Linked DNA regions of Sus scrofa: region 1 is linked to region 2. Evidence: chromatin contacts called from public promoter capture Hi-C data. All regions are on one chromosome and are shown on one strand. Each heading gives the region's core, a stretch centred on a gene start, on an enhancer-like site or on the middle of the called end of the contact. The rest is flanking DNA. Distances are from core to core; before and after follow the strand shown. Region 1 holds the start of TMEM209 (transmembrane protein 209). Region 2 holds the start of COPG2 (coatomer protein complex subunit gamma 2).

Evidence for each region. Promoter capture Hi-C pulls out the DNA fragments that hold promoters and counts their contacts.
Region 1: a contact with region 2 is called in a promoter capture Hi-C map of fetal liver, with 2.8 times the contacts expected there. The contact joins the promoter of TMEM209 here to the promoter of COPG2 in region 2. A contact is called at or near these places in 1 of 5 promoter capture datasets (fetal liver) and 2 of 2 datasets of contacts at active chromatin or transcription factors (alveolar macrophages and skeletal muscle).

The regions. Positions count from the first base shown.
Region 1 is chr18:18,613,265-18,617,210 of Sscrofa11.1, forward strand. TMEM209 (transmembrane protein 209) reads left to right here and starts at 1,994. Exons shown (of 15, transcript XM_003134688.6): 1 at 1,994-2,120; 2 at 3,008-3,144; 3 at 3,291-3,349. The coding sequence starts at 3,008. SSMEM1 (serine-rich single-pass membrane protein 1) reads right to left here and starts at 21. Exons shown (of 3, transcript XM_003484018.4): 1 at 1-21.
Region 2 is chr18:18,207,303-18,210,981 of Sscrofa11.1, forward strand. COPG2 (coatomer protein complex subunit gamma 2) reads left to right here and starts at 2,076. Exons shown (of 24, transcript NM_001246238.2): 1 at 2,076-2,145; 2 at 3,335-3,387. The coding sequence starts at 2,109. TSGA13 (testis-specific gene 13 protein) reads left to right here. Exons shown (of 8, transcript XM_005673166.3): 8 at 1,506-1,775. The coding sequence ends at 1,675.

The DNA.
Region 1 (3,946 bases), core at 744-3,243, 410 kb after region 2:
AAAGGGATGAAGATGACTGAGAAGTACTTCACTCCATGTGTATGACAACTTCCTTGGCAACCTATTATGACATACACTTCAGTAACTGAGACGGGAGCTGACAAACATTTCTTAGATTTCTATGTTTTGGGAAGATTTATCTAAATTACTTCTATGAATGTTTAAGGTACCTTCCTCATACCTCAATATGGCACATTCTGACTTAGTCTTTTTTTTGTCCTTTTATATACTGTATTTTCTTTAAATACAGTATTTCAATGTCTATAAAATCTAAGTCTCTGAGATATCCATTCATTTATTCTTTGATATAATCAGTGTAAATTAACACAGACAGTTCCAAAGTGTTATAGACCAAATTGTGTTCCACAAAATGTATATATTGAAGCACAAAGACCCATTTGACAATAGCTGGAGATGGGGCCTTAAAGAGGTAATGAAGGTTAAATGAACTGATAAGGATGGGGCCCTAATCCAATAGGACTAGTGTCCTTATGAGAAGAGAAAGAGACATCAGGGAGGTGCCATGTGAGGACACAGAATGAAGGAGGTCATTTGCAAGCCAAAGAGACAAGGCTCAGGAGAAACCAATCCTGCTGGCACCTTGATCTTAGACTTCCAAACTTCACAACTGTGAAAAAATTAATTTCTGTTGTTTAAGGCATCCAGTCTGTGGTATTTTGCTATGGCAACCCTAGTAAACTAATACAGAATGTCAACAATATATCTAATTTAGGCAGTGTTCCTTTTTAAGCCTTGAATAAATGCATAGAACAGAGATGTGTCTGTTGCGAATTACATCAAATACATACAATTTCTTCTTAGGGAAGAGCCAACATGGGTTGGGGAGGAACCTGGTATTCTAATTTTCACGGTACTGTAACAATTTTCAAGTTAGCTCATCTTTACAACTAGAGCAAAACATCATTGTTGCTAAGATACTCTAAAAATTATTTTTAGAAATCCACTTAAAAATCGGTTTTAAGATCTTTAAGAGCATAGCATACCTGCAGATTTTCGTTAATATGCTGTACCAGGAGGAAACTTCTTTTTCTTTTATTGGAGCTTACTTAGGAGCATTTCAGGAAAAATTTTGGCAGTTGGGACCTATATGATGCAACAATCTACTAGCTTATTATGACAGAGAGTGATGTTTTTATTAGAAGCATACTTCTCTGCATCGCCAAGAGTAAGTTCCCGGACGTTGCCCGTCTGCTTTAGGCCCGCTTTGTCTCCTTCAGGAAGTTCTCTTGGATTCAGGGCTGGGCCCCTCACGTCTCCTTGGGGTTCACCGCGCCCCACCTCACCTGCCTTTCTTAGTGCACATGTCCTCCCCGCCAGGCTGAGCTTCTTCAGTGAGTAACCACCGAAGCTTTTACTTTTACATTCCCGCGTGTGGTTCAGCGGCACACAGTAGGCGTTTGTATTTCTTCAATAAAACCAAACTGAACTCCCTGATGAAACTTTTCCTCAGAATTAGTTCTTCTAAATAATATGCAAGAAAAGTAAAAGTTTGGGGGTTTAAAAAAAAAACCTCAAAACCACCAACTTTTAACAAAAACACATTTTGGCTTTTCTTGTTGCACCCTCATTACAAGGATATTTAAGAATTTACATCGGATCAGAACACTTAATTTTTTTTTTTTTTTTTTTTTTTTTTTTTTTAGCATAGAGGTGTGAGAAATGCTTTGTCATTGCTGGTGGTGTATGGACACATTATCCAATACTCTGCATCCTACAATTAGCCACCCAGCTTAATCAAATCTGCTTTAAAATGTGAGTCCACAAATGCTGTAAGGAAGCTAAAACTATATTAATCTATAGAAATTCCGCTTGTTATAGTTACTACTTTTTACTGCGGGTTTAGAACCTGGTCTGAGTTTTTGCTGCTCAGTTTTCTCCCGGCACCTGAGTGGGAGCCACAAATCCGGGAGCTGTTTCCCTGGTAACGCTGTTAGCCCCGTCCCTCCTCCCCCCCAAACTCTTCTCTTCTCGCGAGAAGAAACAGTTCCGTTCTTCCGGTATCTGCAGTTCCACAAGCTGGTAGCCTTCACCTTAGCACTGGCTTCGCGCATGTGCAGTAGGGAGTGGCGCGAGTCCACTGCTTCCGGCCGGAGAACACGGTGCGTTTTCAGGGTCATCTTTGTGCTTCCTGGATTTAGAGTCCACGCGGGTCGTGGGAGTTCCGCGCCTGCGGACCTGGCGAGGGTTGAACCAAAAGGGACTGTGGCCGGATCTCCCACTACCTGTAGTGGAAAGAAGCTGTAGGGGGTGCGAAAGTTCCTACTGTGAGAGCCAGGGAGGGTAGCTCCCCACACTGGGGCGTTTTGACTCTGGGACAGGGAGGAGGGGAGGGTGCTGCTCCATGTAGCGGGAACTAGTGTTACACTTGTCTGCAGGAGATGAAGCCTAGCAAAGTGAAGGAAATGTAAATCCCAGTGTGGACCAAAACTGTACACTCTCCCCCACCACCCTTACCCCCTTAACATCTTGGGTACTCGCCCTTCCAAAACTTAAATCCTGATAGTTTATCAGCAACACAAAAACGGAGATCTCTGGCGTGTGCAGAGTTTTGTTTTTTTTTTTTAAATCGTAGGCAGTTAATGGCTTATATCTTACTTGGAATATTTTATCTCGTAATTTGGTATTTTGAATTTCTTAACAGCTTTTGGCCTAGTCTTTGTGACATATTCCAAAAACACAACACAGTGTAATTGCAAAGATAACCATTAACCCTTATGTTACAAAATACTTTCATTTATTGGAAATGTTAAATTATTCTCTGAAGCGACCAGCCAGTTCTCTGTTGATTACAGTGTGGTGCCAGTGAAGCTGTAATTTAGGGTTCCCTTTTCTTATACTAATATTAAAATGTAAAAAAAGTTTAGAACTTTGAAAGCTGAAAGTTATGTGCAATTTTTAGTTACCGTTATAGTGGACACAAGTTTGATTTCTTAAATGGAGAAGTAGTTTCTTTTAATTAATTTTCATGCTTTTTGATTTTGAACAGATGCAAGGGGAGCCAAACCCTAGTGCTTCCCTTATTGACAGAACCATCAAGATGAGAAAAGAAACAGAAGCTAGGAAAGTGGTTTTAGCCTGGGGACTCCTAAATGTATCTATGGCTGGAATGATATATACTGAAATGTAAGTTAATTAACAAAAAAAGGAGGGGAGTGAAAATTTAAATAAGAGACCAATGGTTGGTTCCACAGGTTTTGTGTTTATTTTGATTTGTGGTGTGTTTCTGTTTTTGTTTTTTTAAGTATTGAAAAGGCTTTTAATTTTTTCAGGACTGGAAAATTGATTAGCTCATATTATAATGTGACATACTGGCCCCTGTGGTATATTGGTAAGTAATTAATTTTCACTGCACTTTAGAGTTACTTCCAATGAAAAACAGTGTTCATGTTTAATTCAAGTTAGTATTCATTCCTTCATTCAACAAATATCTGCTATGTTCCCAAAACTGGGAATACATCAGAAAGTGAATACGGTCCCTGCCCTCATGGAAGAAATATTCCAAAGTTTAATACACACATTAATCTAAAGTCTTTAGGGAAGTGATGTGGAAAGTGGAGAGCAAGAGTTTTGGAATCTGCATCCCTGTGTTAGATTCATGGCTTCAGTAGCTAGCTGTGTGCTATTGGCAAAAGTCATTTGACTTCTCTACAACTGTTGGTTGATCTTTAAAGTGAAGGTGAAAATATTCATTGTAAAGATTACATACAACTCACTAGTAAGTGCCCTACACATAGTAGAAATTAATTAATTAATTTACTTGTTTTTGTTTTTCTAGGGCTGTTTCCACGGCATATGGAGGTTCCCAGGCTATGGGTCTAATCCAAGCTGTAGCTGCTGGGCTACGCCAGGGCCAGAGCAACGCCAGATCAGAGCTGAGTCTGAGACCCACACCACAGCTCACAGCAACGCCGGATCCTTAACCCAC
Region 2 (3,679 bases), core at 826-3,325:
GAGTCCAAACAGTCACAGTTCCAGGGGTACGAGGTCATATCGTACCATCCCTGACCTGGCTTCCTCAAGCTTCTCTTCTCCTCCTGTATCCATTTGCCACCCAATCCAATGGCCACCTATCTATCGCCTCTCTTAACTCCCTACATACAACCAAGCTGTGGTATTAAACACTTCATAGTGTGGAGAAAAGTTAAAAGATGGCAGAGAATCATTTGTCTTGCTTTAAAAGGGGCCACTCTTAGGCTCAGCCTCAAACTCCCCTCAGTTCCTTCACATTTCTCTGCAGGCCCCCAGCGTATTACCCATTCTTGGGAGTCTCTTGGCTTATCTACACTGTCTCTACCTAGGCTCCCAATACTTGGCCCAAGGAAAGGGAAGGGGTTGTTTCTTCCCCAAAGCCTGATTATCTTCAGCCCCAAAATAAATAAGTAAGAATATCTATTTCCTTCAAGGGAAACTCCACATGGAAAGCAATATTTGAGCTTCATAAGCCAGCTAAATCATACATAATAGTACATTGAGTAAAGTTGGAGTAAATCTTAAGTGATACAGTGTGCAGCATATCAGCTGTTTAGTTTAAATCCATACTGGAAGAAAGAATCACTCCAGAACATAGAATCTAATCTGATTAGAATTCTCTGATTTTTCAAAGGCATAATTCTGTTAAGGTAACCCAGTTTACCTCTATAACCAGAACGCTTAATATCTCAGTCTGCAGCATTTATTAGACGTATGGTGACTTTACAGTTTCCCTCAAGAAAAATGAGTGGATATTTACTTATGTATCTAAAGGGCCCATTATAGGGCTTTTCCTAAACAAAGACAATCTACTGTGAAATTGAGCAATGTCTCCACTTCAAGCAAAAGAGAACCTAGCATCTGCTCCTTCCACCAATGGTCCATGTTTACCAGGCATCCAAGTAAAGAAAGATAACAGAATGGTTTGAATTGGGGCCATGAAGGCTGGTTAGGAGTCTGTCCAAGAAACAAACAGGACCTGAATTAAGGTGATAGCAGTAGGAATAAGAAAACAGATTTAAGGGATATTTACAAGGTATAATGCTTCAAAAAAGTGCGGAGGGATGGGAGCAAGAGCCCACAGTGGAGGCGTGACACTGAGGCCAAAGGTAGAAACAGTGTCTTAGTTGTTCTTTCAGACAGGAGAAGGGAAAACCAACATACATTTTAGGAAAAGACCAAGAGGAATATGAACATCCAAGTGAATGTACCTTAACTTAGTAAGAATGGGTACAAATGGAATCATTTGAAAGGGTGGAATTAAACAGGGAAGAATTGGCAGTGTTTTAAATAGCTTGTTGAGGAAGGAAAGAATTATAAAGAAGGCTGGGAAAGGCAGTCCGTTGTCCAAAATCTTCCCTCTTGGTAAGAGTAAAGATCAGCTTTCTCGGCCCTTCAAGTGGGTCTCTTTTCATGCCTCACATTAAGTGTCCTTCTGAGCCCTCTGGAAACCCACACTCACGAAGGTTCCCTGTGCTTTGTTGCAGTCTCCAAGAAGTCTGAGAGCGCCTTGCCAACTTCCCAAATGATCTGGGAACCATTAACCCTTTCATCGCTTCTGGAGGAGAAGCCCACCAGAACTGCACCAGGAGCGAGCACGTTCCGCAGTGGAAGGGCCCAGCAGTGGATTATAAAAAATGCCACTGTTACTAAGTGAAAACAAACCCTTCCATGCCCCTCGCTTCGTCTCCACAGACTGAAGGGCCTACAGATGCCGTCATCTAGGGCGTGCAACCAAATAAACGAACTTACTGCTCACTGCAGGCCTAAGCTGCCGGGTAGCTTGCAGGGTGGGCCATGGCTCACCCCGCTCCGCCACCAACGACTGAAGGGGCGGGGACGCGGCCCCGGGGGCTCACTGCCTGGCCCCGCCTCCGCGCGGCTGGGGAAGGAGGAGAGGGCGTGGTCACGTCCCTTGAGGGTGAGAGCGGCCGCGGCCGGCGGGGAGGGCGGGCCTTCTCTCCGAGTGACGGGACCGGGGCCCAACCGGCGCCAAAGCACGGGGCCGGCCTTCCTGGAGCCTCTTCCGCTTGCCGGCTGCGGCGCCTGGGACGGTTGCGGTGGGTCTGGGCGCTGGGAAGTCGTCCAAGATGATTAAAAAATTCGACAAGAAGGACGAGGAGTCTGGTACGCGCAGGGCTTCTGACGCCCATCCTCAGCCGCGAGGGCCCCTCCCCCCCGCCGCCGCCACCTGCTCCGGGGACTGCGCACCTGGGGGCGTGGGCGTCGGTGTGCCAGGGGGCCGGAGTTGGAGCCCGGCCCCTCCTCCGCCTCGCTCAGCTCCAGCCCGGGGCCTGCCCCTAGCCCCTCCCCCGGTCGCCGGAGCCTCCCCTCGGGTCGCGCGCTCCCTCCCTGGCGCCCGCGCGATGCCTCGGGCAGCTCGGCGGCCCCGCCCCCAGCCCCCTCCCCCGGCGCAGCTCCTCGGAGCCACCTCCGCTGGTACGCCGGGGGTGGGCTTCCCGCCAAAGAGGCGGGCGCAAGGCAGGGGGCGGGGGCGTGTGTGTGCGCGTGCGGGAGGCGGGGGGTGGGGAGGGTCGGGGCTGGGGACTGGTAGTGTTAGGCCCGGAGTGGATTTGCTAAAAATAGGATAGTGTGTGAATGAACCTTGGGGTGCCTTGTATCTTACAGTCTTCCTGGGGCCCATTTGCTCTGTCCGCTTCCTTGGGGGCAAGGCTGTTGTTCCGTGATACCTAGCTCATTTAATACTCAAGCACCCGAACGTGAGTTGTATTTTGATACCCATCTTTGGTCCAGAGCAAAAGCGGAAGCTGCCAAGCCACCTCAAAAAGCAAAACAAACACAACAAAAACCCTCAGTGATTGATAGCTACTTTCAGGAAACGAAATCGAAGATTAGGTTAGTAAACCTCTGTGACCCTTTCCAGCTTGGAATTTATGTATCATCTGATGAACTCTTCTGCTTCGCAGTAAATGATAGAAACACATAAAGCAGTGCTCTCCTTTAGAGAAATCCAAAGGATCCTACCACAATCTCATTAATCTTAGTTGTGTGGCCACGACAGATATTTGTAACATTCATCTCAAAAGAGGGCAGGAAAAGAAGACACTCATTTCAGGCAGGGTTTCTGCAAAGGAGAAGTACAAGTTCTTACAGGTTAGCGAGGACAGAGCTAGTGCCAGAATCAAAATGATTTTAACCAATTTATATGAGTATTAGTGATGGTTATCACTGTGATATCCAAATGGTCATTTCACTTGGGTGAGATTTCCCAAGCATTCAGTACCCTTCTCTAGAAAGAGTTTGTGTAGGACAGCTATTAAAGACATTTTTTGTTTTGTCTTGTTTTATGATATAGGTAGTGGTTCCAATCCTTTTCGGCATCTGGAGAAGAGTGCTGTCTTACAGGAGGTATGGCTTGGAAGTGTTCCATTTTAGAATGCTGGACTGAGGGCCCCAGGCTATGTGGTACAAATTAAGAATCATGGAGTGTAACCAAGTTCAGAGAATATAGACTTGAGGGAAAAAGAAGAAGGGTTAACTTGTCGTAGGAGAGTCTAGACCTTATAGAAATGCAAAAATATGTAGACTCTATCACATGTTGAGAATTTTAAATAAAACCCCAAACGAGGTGTTTAATGCAAGGTTATTGAAGGAAATTATAGATAATAAGCTCATTATATTCAAACGATTTAGCTAAATA